Regions from separate parts of the Mus musculus genome. Here all the other regions are linked to region 3. The links are chromatin contacts, called in public Hi-C and promoter capture Hi-C maps. All regions are on one chromosome and are shown on one strand. The core of a region is the stretch at or near the end of the contact, and the rest is flanking DNA. Distances in the headings are between cores, read along the strand shown. Region 1 holds the start of Srsf6 (serine and arginine-rich splicing factor 6). Region 2 holds the start of Mybl2 (myeloblastosis oncogene-like 2). Region 3 holds the start of Actr5 (ARP5 actin-related protein 5). Region 4 holds the start of Oser1 (oxidative stress responsive serine rich 1).

Region 1 (3,102 bases), core at 89-2,588, 4.3 Mb before region 3:
TCAGTGGACACAGCCTCAGCCCCATTGGTCACTTTCAAATTGAAACATCAAGGACTTGTTAAAAAGTTGGAATTCAACATGCAACAATTTCAACATTAAACATTTCACATAACCAAAATCCCCCCAACCCCCTCCCAGTAACATGCCCCAACTATTTCAAATACAGCATAAAGCTTATTTAGATTTACTTTGTGGTACTATGCCACATTACTTAGTTTAAAATGGCATTTTCTTTGCCCCCCCCCAATCAAGCCTCCCAGCTCCTAAGACTTAGACTTCAAGCTCCTCCCCTTTCCCCGCCCCCTGCCCCACCTCCACCCCAGCCTTCCTAGAAACTTCCTCAATGCTAACAAGCACTGACAGATAAGCAAGGGGGCATACTACAAATACAGCCAGCCCTCGCTTTCAATGGCAGAACCCAAGTCAGTGCCAAAGAGGGCCAACTGAAGCCACTCCTTCCAAACTTAAGTCAACCGGCCACCCGACCCCATTCCCCGCGCTCCGGTGTCCCACGGCTACCCGGGCATGCGTGGAGGTAGAGGGGCCCCGGGAACACCCAGGGCCGACAAGCCCCGGCCTCCGCGCCTGCCCGGGCTGGGGAGGTCCCACCCTGCCCACCCAAGTGACTGCACCCGCCCTGCGCCCCCAACCCCCGCCCCCCCCAGGTACCCAGGACGCGGAGCGCGCGGGGGTAAGGACTCACTGCGGCTTCCGTAGCTGTAGCCATCGCGGTCGCGGCGCGGGCCCCGGGCGTGCTCTACGATCACGCGCTCGCCGCACAGCTCCTTGCTGTTGAGCTCGTACACGGCATCGTCGGCATCCCGGGAGTCCTCGAACTCCACGAAACCGTACCTGCGGAGGGGCGGAGCGCGAGCCGCGCACCGGCGGGCGGGCGTGTCGTTAGCCGGCGCCGCGCGCTCCCGCGCCCTCCCCCGCGCGCGCGCGCTCGGGGCGCCGCCGCCGCCGCCATTTTAGAGGCCCTGCCACGCGGCGCCGCGGCCTTGGCCGCCTCGGGTCCTTGGGGGACCTCTCTCCGCCGCGGGGCGCGGCCTCCCAGACCCGACTCACCCATTTTTGAGGTCGATCTCGAGGAGGCGGCCGTAGCCGCTGAAAAAGCGCTGGATGTCCTTCTCGCGGACGTTGTAGCTCAGGCGTCCTATGTAGACGCGCGGCATGGCCGTGACCCACGGGTGTCCTCCGGGAGGCTGGCGGAGGGGCGGCGGGCCGCGGGGCAGGGCTGCGGTGCGGGTGCGGGGACGGCGAAGGCCCGAACACGCGCCTCACACCGCAGCGGCGGCCGAGTCAGCCACACAATGGTGCGCGCGCGCGCGCCGGCCTACGCTATAAGTGCCCGGGGGCGGGGCGCGGCGCGGCGCAGCGCGTGACGTCGTCGCGCAGCACGTCCTCTCCCGCGCCGCGGGCCGCTCCGGATGTGTTGGGGCGGCCCGCGGCGCGTGCCGTGCTTGCTGGGAGTTGATTTCGCTACTGTCATGTCCCCTGGCGCTGTGCAGCCATCAGCGTAAACAGCCGAGGCCCGGACCTTTTGAGTCGTGCCTAATAAACTGTTCTTGTGCCCAGGCACGCGGAGAACGAGTTTTATTTCTCATTGGTTGTCCGGGCTGTCAGTCTAGGCCATCTTGGTCTCTGATTGGTCTACTAAAAAAAAAGAGGTTGCTCTTTCCCTTCAGCGGGTAGCTCGCACTGGTTTCGTTGAGTACACGCTCTTGGGAGTCGGACAGTTCCTTAGTTTCTCAGCGGCTCGGGATCTGTCCCCGAGGTTTAGTGACCAGCGGGGGAGGTGCTGTGGCTGGTCTGGGTGGCATCCCTCCCTCTGCTCGGAGCTCTGACAGCTCTGAATCCCGCGCTCGCCGCGGCCGTTCACAAAGGGAGCATGGCTGGGCCCCATGGTCCTCCAAGACCCCCTATCCCCTTTCCTATCCATACTGTCCTTAACCTGGTTGGATCCGAAGGCAAACTATTTATAAAGCAGAAATACACACTTAGGAGTTTATGGAGGTGACATCTAATGCTGTAGAGTTAAACAAAACAGCCCCACTGCCCTGGAGTAAAGTTAATTGACTATCAAGGAGCATGCCTTGGGAGTATTCAAAGCACGGCGAAGGTTTGGCTAGAGAGGTAAGGAAACCGAAAGCAGAGCACGGTGTGATAAAAGCTGAGAGAAAAGACTGCCATTGAGTTAGTACCTGCTCTTTAGGAATTTGTTTTCTGCCCAGAATCTGGGCAGCCTCAGGCTTTTCAGCTATAATGAGAGAAGATTCTGTCCTCTGGGGCAGACCGGCAATGTTGATAGCACACAGGGAGATGTGTTAATAGTATTCTCGAGGGAAGAGAACGTCCTTAAGTTAGAAATATAAATATATATATGTAGACAGCTTTTAAAAATATTCATGGAACACAGAATGAAGTCAACACATAACAGTTTTATCAAATTGTCAATTTCTAAAAACTTGTTAAAATTTATTTGTGAGTGGTGAGAAGACTGAAGCCGGTAAAGGTGCTTGCTGCCAAGCTGGAGGACCCGACTTTGATCCTAGAGACCCACACGGTAGAAGGAACAACAACAACAACAAAAACAATTCTTGCAAGTTGTCCTCTGACCTCCTGATGCGTGTCATGCCTTCAATAAATAACTAAGTGTGATGATAACACATTTTAAAATTATTTGTAAAAGCAAACACACATCTGGATTCCACACGAGACGAAAAAGCCAGTATTTGTCATTCTCCTACCCTATTACCATATTTTGTTCCCCTCTTCCCTTATCCTTGTTTCCTTCACATAGTTCCCTTTCTACTTTCATGTTCTACACACACACAAGACAACCCATGAGATCATTTATCTTCCAAAGTTCCTAGTTGGATCAGCAGCACTGGGGAGTCCTGTTGCCGACCTAACTTGGTACTTTGCAAAAGCAACAAACTGAAATGACAAGTGCGCAGCATGAGAGTCTATTTATTTTTTTAGTGGGCTGGGGGAGGGAAAAGCCAGATAGTCAGGTGCAGTATCTGATGCCTGTTCTCAGCATCCGGGAGCTGAGGAAGGAGGACTGCTATGGGTTCTAGATTAGCCTTGGCTAAGTTT
Region 2 (3,223 bases), core at 80-2,579, 4.4 Mb before region 3:
AAAGGTGAGTCAGAGGCCAAGAGGGAAGTGGGCCACTGGGGTACAGGGAGTCACACCATGTGGCAGAGAAAGGCTCGTGAGGATGCAGGGGCACAGAGTCCACACTTCACAAAAGAGACCCTCAGATAAGCCCGGGGCTCTGGGATTAGTACTTCCAGATGCCCTTCCTGGGCACTGAACTGTCCTAGACACCGGGGCATGGGAAGCCACCCTGATCAGCACCCACAGACCAAACCAATACCCAACCCAGCCACGAAGAACTCTGCAAGTAAGCAAGCAGGCATCTCTGTGCCTTATCTTCATCCTAGGCCAGGTTCGGCCATCTGAAGACGGTGGAAAGGCGTTCTGAATTGGAAAGACCCAGAAGGAACACAGCAGAACCCAATTATCCCACGCCTTAGAAAGGCTGGAAAGCCCCGCGATTAGGCCCCAGATACACAGGTGTCCCAAAAGTCCAGACTTGACCCAGCCACCTAACCTCTAGGGAACTAAGAGGGAAACCCAGTTCCTGCCTTTGGCTCAGAGGCTGCTAGCAGAGCAGTCTCGTTGCACACCAATAGTCTTTACTCATCCCCAACTGCCCAAAACTAGCGTGGGACAGGAAGAAGGCTTCTGAAACCAAACCGAACCGGCCGCCGAAACCCCATGAGACAACGAATTCCCCGTCTCGCATCCCGCGGAGGGCCCAGGGGCTTTGTGCTTCCCGGAATGCTAACAAGAAAGGAACGCCAGCAAATTCGAGCCACTCTTGATCGACAAGTGTCTCCCAGGCTTCTGCCTTCCACTCGCTGCGACAAGGGGAGACATTCTCCCTACCCAGTAATGGGCCTCCAGCTGACACCGCGAGCGACAGCCTTCCTTCCCCACCCTGCAATTAGGCGGGAGATGATGGACCTCACCCAGGGCTGGGACCCGGTCTAGAGGGGGAACCCGCGCTTTCAGACTCCCGGGCCCAGGAGGCCCAGGAACCGAGCGAGGGGGTCCCGATAGCCTCTTAACGTGGCGCGCGCCCCTGCATCGGGCGGCGCAGGGTGCATTTCTCCCGGGGATCCCCATCTCACGCTTGCCGACCCAAGGAGAAGGGAGAGGACCCCAGCGCGCCCGCAGCCTCTCACCAGCGCGTCCGCCGAGACATCCCCCCGGCCCGGACCCCGCCGCACCCTTACGCCCGCCGGCCGAGCCCGGAGCGGGAGCCGGGCCGGGGTCAGGACTCAGGCTGCTCGAGCCGCTCCGGGCCCCAGGCGGTGCTCTCAGGCGTCAGCGTGTCTGCAGGTCTGGTCGCACGTTCCCAGGAACTGCAGCTGCCTAGGGAGCGCACAGAACCACTTTCCTATCTCCCGCCAAGTGCGTCGGCGCCGCCCGGCCCTGGCGCGCGAGCGCAGGGGCGGAGCATACGGAAGGGGCGAAGCGTACAAGACACGAGGGGCGGAGCCCGCGCGCCAGAACCCTAGGAGGGGCCTACTGTAGGGGCGGAGCCCAAGCATGGGGAAGAGGGGAGTGGTTTACCGGAGGGCAGAAACCGAATGTGCAAGCGGGCAGATGCTCTGTTAGTTGGCAATCTACTGTGTCCAGATACACCTACCTTAGGGATTCAATGAGGCGCGAGGCCTGGCTCTGTGTGAATCTTAGATAGACCCCGAGCCACACACATAGCAAAGACTGGAAGAACTGAATAGGAGAAACTTCCCGCCCAAATTGTCACTGCTTGGGACGGTCCAAGCCACTATCCCTAGAGCCCCCATGCTCCCTTTGACTGGGTTTGTATCTTTTCCTTTGCAAGCCTCTTGCTTCTTCAGCTGCCTCAGAGAGACCCAGCTCAAAATCCCAACATTTCTCTCACCAAACTTAAACCTCTCTTCTGTCCGGGTTAAATCTTTGTAACTCCATTTAGTAACGGCCTTCCAGATCACCACGCCAAGACACAGAGAGGCGAAATTAAGTCTTGCAGCTTTTGCTTGGGCCGTATTTGGACCAGGAACTCCCCACATCTTCCCCGACTGGGGTCTCCTGCCCATCTGCTTGCATTTGTGCGCATTTCCTCTGCTGAACTGTGAGCATTCTGGGATCCCAGCAGCCTTTCCTAGGAAATGTATTAAGCCCAGGGGGAAGGCTTGTTGGCTTACGTTCAATTTCTGATGGCAAGGGTTGTCTCTTTCAGGTTGTCATTTACTACCTAAAAACTGAGTGTCATCTTACTGGGACTCCCTGAAAGGATAGGAGCCTGGAAGAACCCCAGCCAAATGCCCTTTAGGCTCAGGCCTCAGATCTCTTTCCAAAAACTGCTGGCCCCTTTTAGACAGTACAACTCCGAAAACTTCATTTACTACAGAAGGATGAAGACTTGAAAGCTACAAGTTTTCACCTGGCTTAATTCAAGGCTTCCCCCCACCCCTCTCCCTTCAAAGGAGTTCATGTGGATCGCTGCTCTTCACGGCTAGTGTGCTTTACAGTGAGATCTCCTCGGGGGTGATTCCCAGCCTACCTTTCCCTAGTTCCATTATCTCAAATTATCAAACTTCTCCATGCCTGCTTCCTCACCTACAAAAACAGTTCATAGAAACCTTTGATCTTCATAACAACCCAATGAGTTATATGCTTGTATTACCCGATAGCAGATGGAGAAACTGAGGCACTGACTTCCCCAAACTGTAGTTCTAGAGTTTATAGTAAGGAAAGGGGTAAGGAAAGGGCAAATGGCTTTCCTCCTAGCATCTTTGGCTTGTTTGCAAATTAAATGGATAGGAAATAGATTAACGGGAGGAAACTCAGGTTTAATTACTTGCATATCCATTGGAGTCCTGTAAAATAATGACATCATACAAAGGCTCAGACGTTTGAAGCTTCCTGGGGTACAAAAAGGAATGAGGTCCAAGGACTTCTGTAGGAATGGTGGTGACACAAGCTAACTAGGGATAAGGAAAGGAATTATGTGGCAAACAGGTGGTCTTGTCATGCAGATAAAAGTCTCCCAGTTAAAAGAAAGATATAGGCATCAGCCGGTTCCTAGTACAGAATGCAGGCTAACGCAGATTTCCTTTACAAATGTAAATTTCTTTTACAAAAGGACTGCCTTGCAAAGTTATTTCCTTGTCTATAGTCCCTGCAGAATAACCAGGTCAAAGCATGTTGGAGAAGTGGGAGATTATTTTCTCCTACACTTTATTTTGGGGTACTGTGTACAAACCTTTAACTCTAAGCAATACAAGTACATGAATATGTATAA
Region 3 (3,088 bases), core at 181-2,680:
GATGATCAACGCAGCCCTACTTTGAAAGACAAGCACAAAGAGACAAACGGAAGCATGCATGAAATGCAAAAATAACCCCAAATCCTTACGCAGGACAGAATTTACTTTTGAACTCTAATTTAAAACACGAGGTCGTGGAGGGAGACACTCAAGGCCAGACACGAGGACTAGAGAGAACACATTAGAACCCAACTCTGTTTCCCAGCACCTAATCTCTGACTCCAGTCACAGAAGATCACCTGCCTAAGGCACCTACACTCTTGTACACATTCTCACACATATAACTTTGAAATAATACATCTTTTAAAAGGTGCTCACGGGCCATTTTAAAGAATACATTTCATCTCTATTGGAGATTATTTTGGGAAGCCAAAATAACATGATCAATTTAAGCTTTTCGTAGGTCTGTCTGTCTGTTGGTTTTTTGTTTTTTTAAGATAAGGTTTCTCTGTGTAGCCCTGGCTGGCCTTGAACTCACAAACATCTGCCTGCTTCTGCCTACCGAGTGCCCGGATTAAAGGGCCGTGAACCCATGCCCGGTTCATTTTAAGTTTATTAAGTCAAGCTTTGGCTAAACTGTTAACTGATAAACCCCGTTGGTTTTATCTTCAAAATACTTCCAGGATCGGACTGGTGCTGGTAAAACTCATCTCACTTGGACTATTGCAAACTGGACCCTTGTGCCTGAGACAGCCCATCCTCTGGAAGATAAAGACTTCGTGGTGTACCCTTAGCTCCTAGCACAAGGCTGACGAACTTGTGTTCAATACCCTACTGCCTGGCATGACGGCTGAAGCCGAGCGCGCCCTGCCCGGCAGGCCCTCACCTGCGAGGAGACGCCGAGGTGCTGGAAGCTGTAGTCCAGCAGCAGTTCCTGCAGTTCCAGGTTGACCGGGACGTTGCGATCGAAGGGCGAGCGCAGCATCCAGCGCAGAGGCTCCAGGCTTCCCAGCGCGTTGCCCACCTGCGGCCCCGGCCCGCCGCGCGCCCCGCCGCGGCCGCGCGCACACACGGCGCGGAACTGCAGGCGAGGCTCGGGACCGGGGTCCGGCCCGGGGCACGCCCACCCGGCCCGAGCCTGGAACGACCCGTTGTCCAGCACCAGAGGCACCGGCTGCGACCCGAAGGCCACCGGCCCGGCTTCGAGCACGGGATCCGGAGCAGAGCGGGCATCTCGGAAGCGGAACACGTTGGCCTCCATCTTGGCCAGCGCCGGTCCCGCCCCGAAGCCGAGTGCGTCACGAAACCCCGGGCCGCGTCTGAGTCTCTGGGCCCCGAAGCGTCCGGAAGCCTCCTCCTTACGGGAGGACTCGCTGGTTTCAGCACCTGATTCCCGCCTGGCGCTCCAGAACTTTCTGTGGGTTTCTATTCCCCGCTGATCCAGGCCTCAAGTCCAACCGTAGCTCCAGCTTGTCCGCAACAGCCTCCTTGTGGCCACGCCTCTTCGCGCTAACTGGCTGTCCACGAGCCCCGCCCCCAGCTCCGAACATGGAGGCGTAGCCACGCCCCTTGCTCTAACTAAGGGACCAAAGGCTCCACCCACACTGGGCTGGACTCCGCCCCTCCCTGTCCCCTTACTCTCCCTTGGTCTCTGTCTGCATAGCCTTGCAGATCTAGCCCTTAGTTTTGTGACCGTGTTAAGCTAATCTCCTTCCCCTTTGACTTCTTTTTCTGTTCATTTGTTTATTTATTGCGTGATGGGTGTGGGAGCGTGCCAAGATGCCTGTTCTCTTCACCCAATAGGTTCCAGGGATGGAACTCAGGGCCCTCAAGGGCCCAGTCAAACTCCAAACTCTGAGGTACTACTAACTTCAGTTTCTGGGAGTGGCAGCTAAAATGAATATTTAGTGAGTTTGTAAAAATTCATCAAGCTGTCTACTTAAGATTGAATATTTCACTTTTTGTTTTGTTTTGTTTGGTTTGCTTTTTTGAGACAGGGTTTCTCTGTGTAGTTCTGGTTATCTTGAACTTACTCTGTAGACCAGGCTGGCCTCGAACTCAGAAATCCGCCTGCCTCTGCCTCCCAAGTGCTGGGATTAAAGGCGTGTGCCACCACTGCCCTGCTTTGTTTTTGGTTTTGTCTTTGTTTTTGTTTTTAATCATGTCGTTGTATCTCATGCTGGCCTTCAACTCTCAGCCATCCTCCTGTTCCAGCCTTTTATGTATTAGGGTTATTGACATCTCACACACACACACACACACACACACACACACACACACACAGATACACACACAGACACACCAGTTTACCCCTTGTTTTGGAGTGCATTCTATAAAAGCTTCTGGAATACAGAAGAGGATATGGGAGATAATTTTTTTGAGACTGGATCAAGTGGGAGATAATTTTTTTGAGACTGGATTAAGTGTCTTCATTTTATCCATTGCCTGATTGAACATTTGACTGAATTCCTACCAGGACGGCTCCACCCGATAAGATTGCCCTGAAAGCCTGCTGACCATCCTCCCCTCTCCCACCCACCACCCAGCTTGCAGCTGTTGTTTGGGGCTTAGACACCCTGATCACCACTCCAGCATTGTTTTTTTTTTCTCTTTCCTCTTTCCCCAAGCACGCCACGACAACTCAAGTTTTCTGTTTTCTTGATTGCTGTATTTTCTTTCTTCTTTTAAGCTTTAGCCCTGCACTTTGAAGGCTGGTTTATTTACATGACGTTTTAAGAAAAGTGGCAAAAAAAAAAAAAAAAAAGCCGGCCTTGGTGGCGCACGCCTTTAATCCCAGCCCTCAGGAGGCAGAGGCAGGCAGATTTCTGAGTTCGAGGCCAGCCTGGTCTACAAAGTGAGTTCAGGACAGCCAGGGTTATACAGAGAAACCCTGTCTCGAAAAACAAAAAAACAAAGAAAGAAAGAAAGAAGGAAGGAAGGAAGGAAGGAAGGAAGGAAGGAAGGAAGGAAGGAAGGAAGGAAGGAAGGAAGGAAAGAAAGGAAGAAAGGAAGAAAGAAAGGAAGGAAGGAAGAAAAAAAAGTGGCAGCCCACTACGGTGGCACGGGCCTGCCATCCCAGCACCTGGAATGCGGGAACAAAAAGATCTAGACTCTAGATCTTACAGTTCATGGCCAGCCTGGGCTACAC
Region 4 (3,031 bases), core at 363-2,862, 4.8 Mb before region 3:
AGATCTGACACCCTCTTCTGGTGCATCTGAAGACAGCTACAGTGTACTAATGAATAATAATAAATAAATCTTAAAAAAAATTCAAAATCTGATGAAGTTCCCATCGAATGCAAAAGGCTTTCCCATGATTGCATTATAGAGCAGGATCAGGAAAAACAAAAAACAAACAAACAAACAAAAATAAGCAAGCAAGCCAAAGCCAAGCCAGCTGTCTGGAGACGGGGCTGTCTGTCCAGTGAAGTGTAGATTCCATTCTCTGTGGGTTGACTCTAGTTAAGCTGGACATGGCTATCCTCTCTAGCATCCACTTCTAGAAGAGGCCAGCTTGGGTTCAGGGGAAAACCCACTCTAAGGTTTAGGTGCCAGAACCAACTCTATTGAGGAAAATCGTCTTTCCACACAAGGGTCTGAAGTGGAACTCCAGAGTGGCAGGCGATGGGGAAACGTTTAAAATAGAACAGGCCCTGACAATGGCGGTAGGGGGAGGTCTTTCATAGCTCACCCTTGCCATATGGGTAACTTGTCAGATCACTAAAAACCAGAGACTAGCCGGGCAGTGGTGGTGCACGCCTTTAATCCCAGCACTTGGGAGGCAGAGGCAGGCGGTTCGAGGCCAGCCTGGTCTACAGAGTGAGTTCAAGGACAGCCAGGGCTACACAGAGAAACCTTGTCTCGAAAAAACCAAACAACAAAAAACAAAAAAAGCCAGAGACTGGTAAATTGCTTAATACCTTCTTGCAGAATTTAATATGTACGTGCATTACCCTGTATTTCCCACTTGATGCTCCCAAACCATCCTTGGAAAAACAAAAGCAAAATGCCTTCGCTGAAACCGTTTAATTTCCAGACGTTCAATTATCAAGAGATACTTCAAAATGAAGGCACGGGAGCCCGAGGCAGGGGAATCAACGCGATTTTCAGGCTGGTCTAACAAATGAGATCCTGCTTTTTTTTTTTTTTTTAAAGCAAAAACCACAAAACCTAAATAATTTCCATTCCAATTCCGGGCAGCATCCACCGCCTGGGCCTCGTCCAATTAATACCTTCTTGGCTTCTCTGCGGACCCAAAGAGACGACCCACGGCGAGGGTTGTGGACCGAGTGCAAGCGCCCTTGGTTGCATGTAAGAAACTCCGCCAAGCATTCCCGGAGGCATCAGCTGGCGCAAATACTCCCGCAGCCCACCGAATCCCGTTGGCTTGGGGACTTCAAGAGGACAAGAAGGAAGCAGGCTATGCCAGGGGAGCGGCAGCGGCTCGATAGCTGCAAGGCAAGCCGCCGCCTCACGTGACAGCGAAGAGGAAGTAGGCACGCCCAAAAGCCTGCCGGGAGCGAACCCAAGCCAGGGGGCGGAGGGAGCGAAAAGAATAACAGGAAATGACTTAAGACGCACGTGCTTCGGAGAGGGGTTGGAGCTGGGGCTTCGAGAGGCCGGGCTACCGCCGTACGCCTGCGTAGTTGCGGCGGGCCGAGCTGCCGAGTCACCGAGGTGGGAGGAGCGTGAACGGTGGGCAGGGCGCGAGCCGAGGTTGCGCAGGCGCAGTACAACTCTAGAGGCGCGGGCCACCCTATCGGTGGGGTTTGGATCCGGGTCAGACAGACGCGGCGGACGCGGAGAGACGCTCGGAGCCGACGGGGCCGGATTCCCGGGAGCGCCCCAGCTGCGAGGAGGTGAGTGGCCGGACGGGACGAGGAGGGCCGGGGACGTCGTGTCCGCCAGGCCTCCCACCCGCGGGAGGCGGAGTCCGGCCCTCCCGTCTGGTCGCGGCGTTTCCCTGCGCCGACTGCCCGGCCCGGCCCTCGGCTGCCGCGGCCTGGAGTGCCAAGTTGCGCGGCCTTCGCTTCCCGCCTTCCTGCGTTCCCGCGGTGTCCGGGCCGCGCCGGCCACAGCTTCCCCTTTCGCTCTCCTTGCCGCCCTTTGCCCCTTCCCGCCTTTTCCCGCCCTGCGAGTCGCACTCCTCTCCGCTTGCGTCCTGCGGCTTCTGCGCCGCAGCTTCACTCCTGCCTCCTCTCGGAGTCCGTGGTTGGCCGGGGCGGACAGGGTAAAAGCCGAGACAGCTCCCCGCTTGGGTGTCCCCGGGTTCTGACCTTTTCCCAGCCGACTCCGCTTAACCGTGATAGGCAGAAAGGAACGAACGTGTCGCTTTGCCTGTAGTCCTGTGATTTTGAGGGGTTGAGTGGGTGTGCCCAGAGAGGTGTGGATGTGTTCTCGTCCTAGGGACAGATTGATTCTATCCGGGCCGTTCTGGATAGGGTTGGTTAGTTTGTTGTTGTTGTTTTTCCTTTTCGGGACTCTGTAACTTTGAGAGGTTTGGGGAGATTTCTCCGCTTTAACTTTGTGAGGACGCGTGCAGATCTCATTTTCGTGCTGCTGAAAATGAGAAGTTCGACCGGAAACTTAAGGAGAGCTTAGTTTAAAGCTTCAGAGGTGTAAGCAAGACACTGCACACGGTATTGGTGGAAAGAAACTGGGATGTGATTTGACTTAAAACCACGAAAAGTAACTTCTTATGGGCCTTTTGCAAGTCTGAGGTCTTTGGGCATTCTTTGGAAGTAAGAGCAGTGAAGGGGTAATAGGAGAATTTCCCACAATGTAATGTAAATGAAGATAGGCAATCCACTCACCTGTTGTATAAAGCTGTTGGGTTGATGCTTCCATAATGGAAAGCTAGGAACTGGGAGGAGCATAACAACCCATTTGTAATTGCAAGCATGCTCTGATCTAGCCCCCTAGGTTAAGCCTAGGATACTCTTGCTCTGGCTTAAAGTAATTGAAGAAAAACATGAGCAGTCACAGTGGTGGACGTTTGAAAACAAGTTAGGCGATACTTTATTCTCAGAGTTTTTGGTTTGCAGCCAGATTTTTATTTTGGGCTGTTGGGGTTTTTAATGATATATCTGGGAGTGTCTCAACAAGAATGCTAAGTTTGTATTAACATCTAGGGTGGTCACCTGCCATACTATTAAGTCAGCACTGTGTAATTAGAAGTTGTGAGGCTTAGCTGGGAGGCTTCCTAGCCAAGTGTGAGTCC

What was found. Promoter capture Hi-C pulls out the DNA fragments that hold promoters and counts their contacts. A called contact is a pair of places that touch in the nucleus more often than the background predicts.
Region 1: a contact with region 3 is called in a Hi-C map of pre-B cells, with 5 times the contacts expected there. The contact joins the promoter of Srsf6 here to the promoter of Actr5 in region 3. A contact is called at or near these places in 2 of 39 promoter capture datasets (cranial neural crest and pre-B cells) and 3 of 484 Hi-C or Micro-C datasets (B cells, CD4 T cells and pre-B cells).
Region 2: a promoter capture Hi-C map of pre-B cells shows a contact between it and region 3. The contact joins the promoter of Mybl2 here to the promoter of Actr5 in region 3. A contact is called at or near these places in 2 of 39 promoter capture datasets (cranial neural crest and pre-B cells).
Region 4: a contact with region 3 is called in a promoter capture Hi-C map of pre-B cells. The contact joins the promoter of Oser1 here to the promoter of Actr5 in region 3. A contact is called at or near these places in 3 of 39 promoter capture datasets (cranial neural crest, maxillary cranial neural crest and pre-B cells) and 1 of 484 Hi-C or Micro-C datasets (CD4 T cells).

What each region holds. Positions count from the first base shown.
Region 1 is chr2:162,929,744-162,932,845 of GRCm38.p6, reverse strand. Srsf6 (serine and arginine-rich splicing factor 6) reads right to left here and starts at 1,338. Exons shown (of 6, transcript NM_026499.4): 1 at 1,069-1,338; 2 at 704-852. The coding sequence starts at 1,175.
Region 2 is chr2:163,052,741-163,055,963 of GRCm38.p6, reverse strand. It overlaps Mybl2 (myeloblastosis oncogene-like 2), which reads right to left and starts at 1,329. Exons shown (of 14, transcript NM_008652.2): 1 at 1,116-1,329. The coding sequence starts at 1,135.
Region 3 is chr2:158,623,255-158,626,342 of GRCm38.p6, reverse strand. Actr5 (ARP5 actin-related protein 5) reads right to left here and starts at 1,430. Exons shown (of 9, transcript NM_175419.4): 1 at 827-1,430; 2 at 1-16. The coding sequence starts at 1,201.
Region 4 is chr2:163,418,051-163,421,081 of GRCm38.p6, reverse strand. It overlaps Oser1 (oxidative stress responsive serine rich 1), which reads left to right and starts at 1,612. Exons shown (of 4, transcript NM_025699.2): 1 at 1,612-1,670. It overlaps 2900093K20Rik (RIKEN cDNA 2900093K20 gene), which reads right to left and starts at 1,311. Exons shown (of 1, transcript NR_151490.1): 1 at 721-1,311.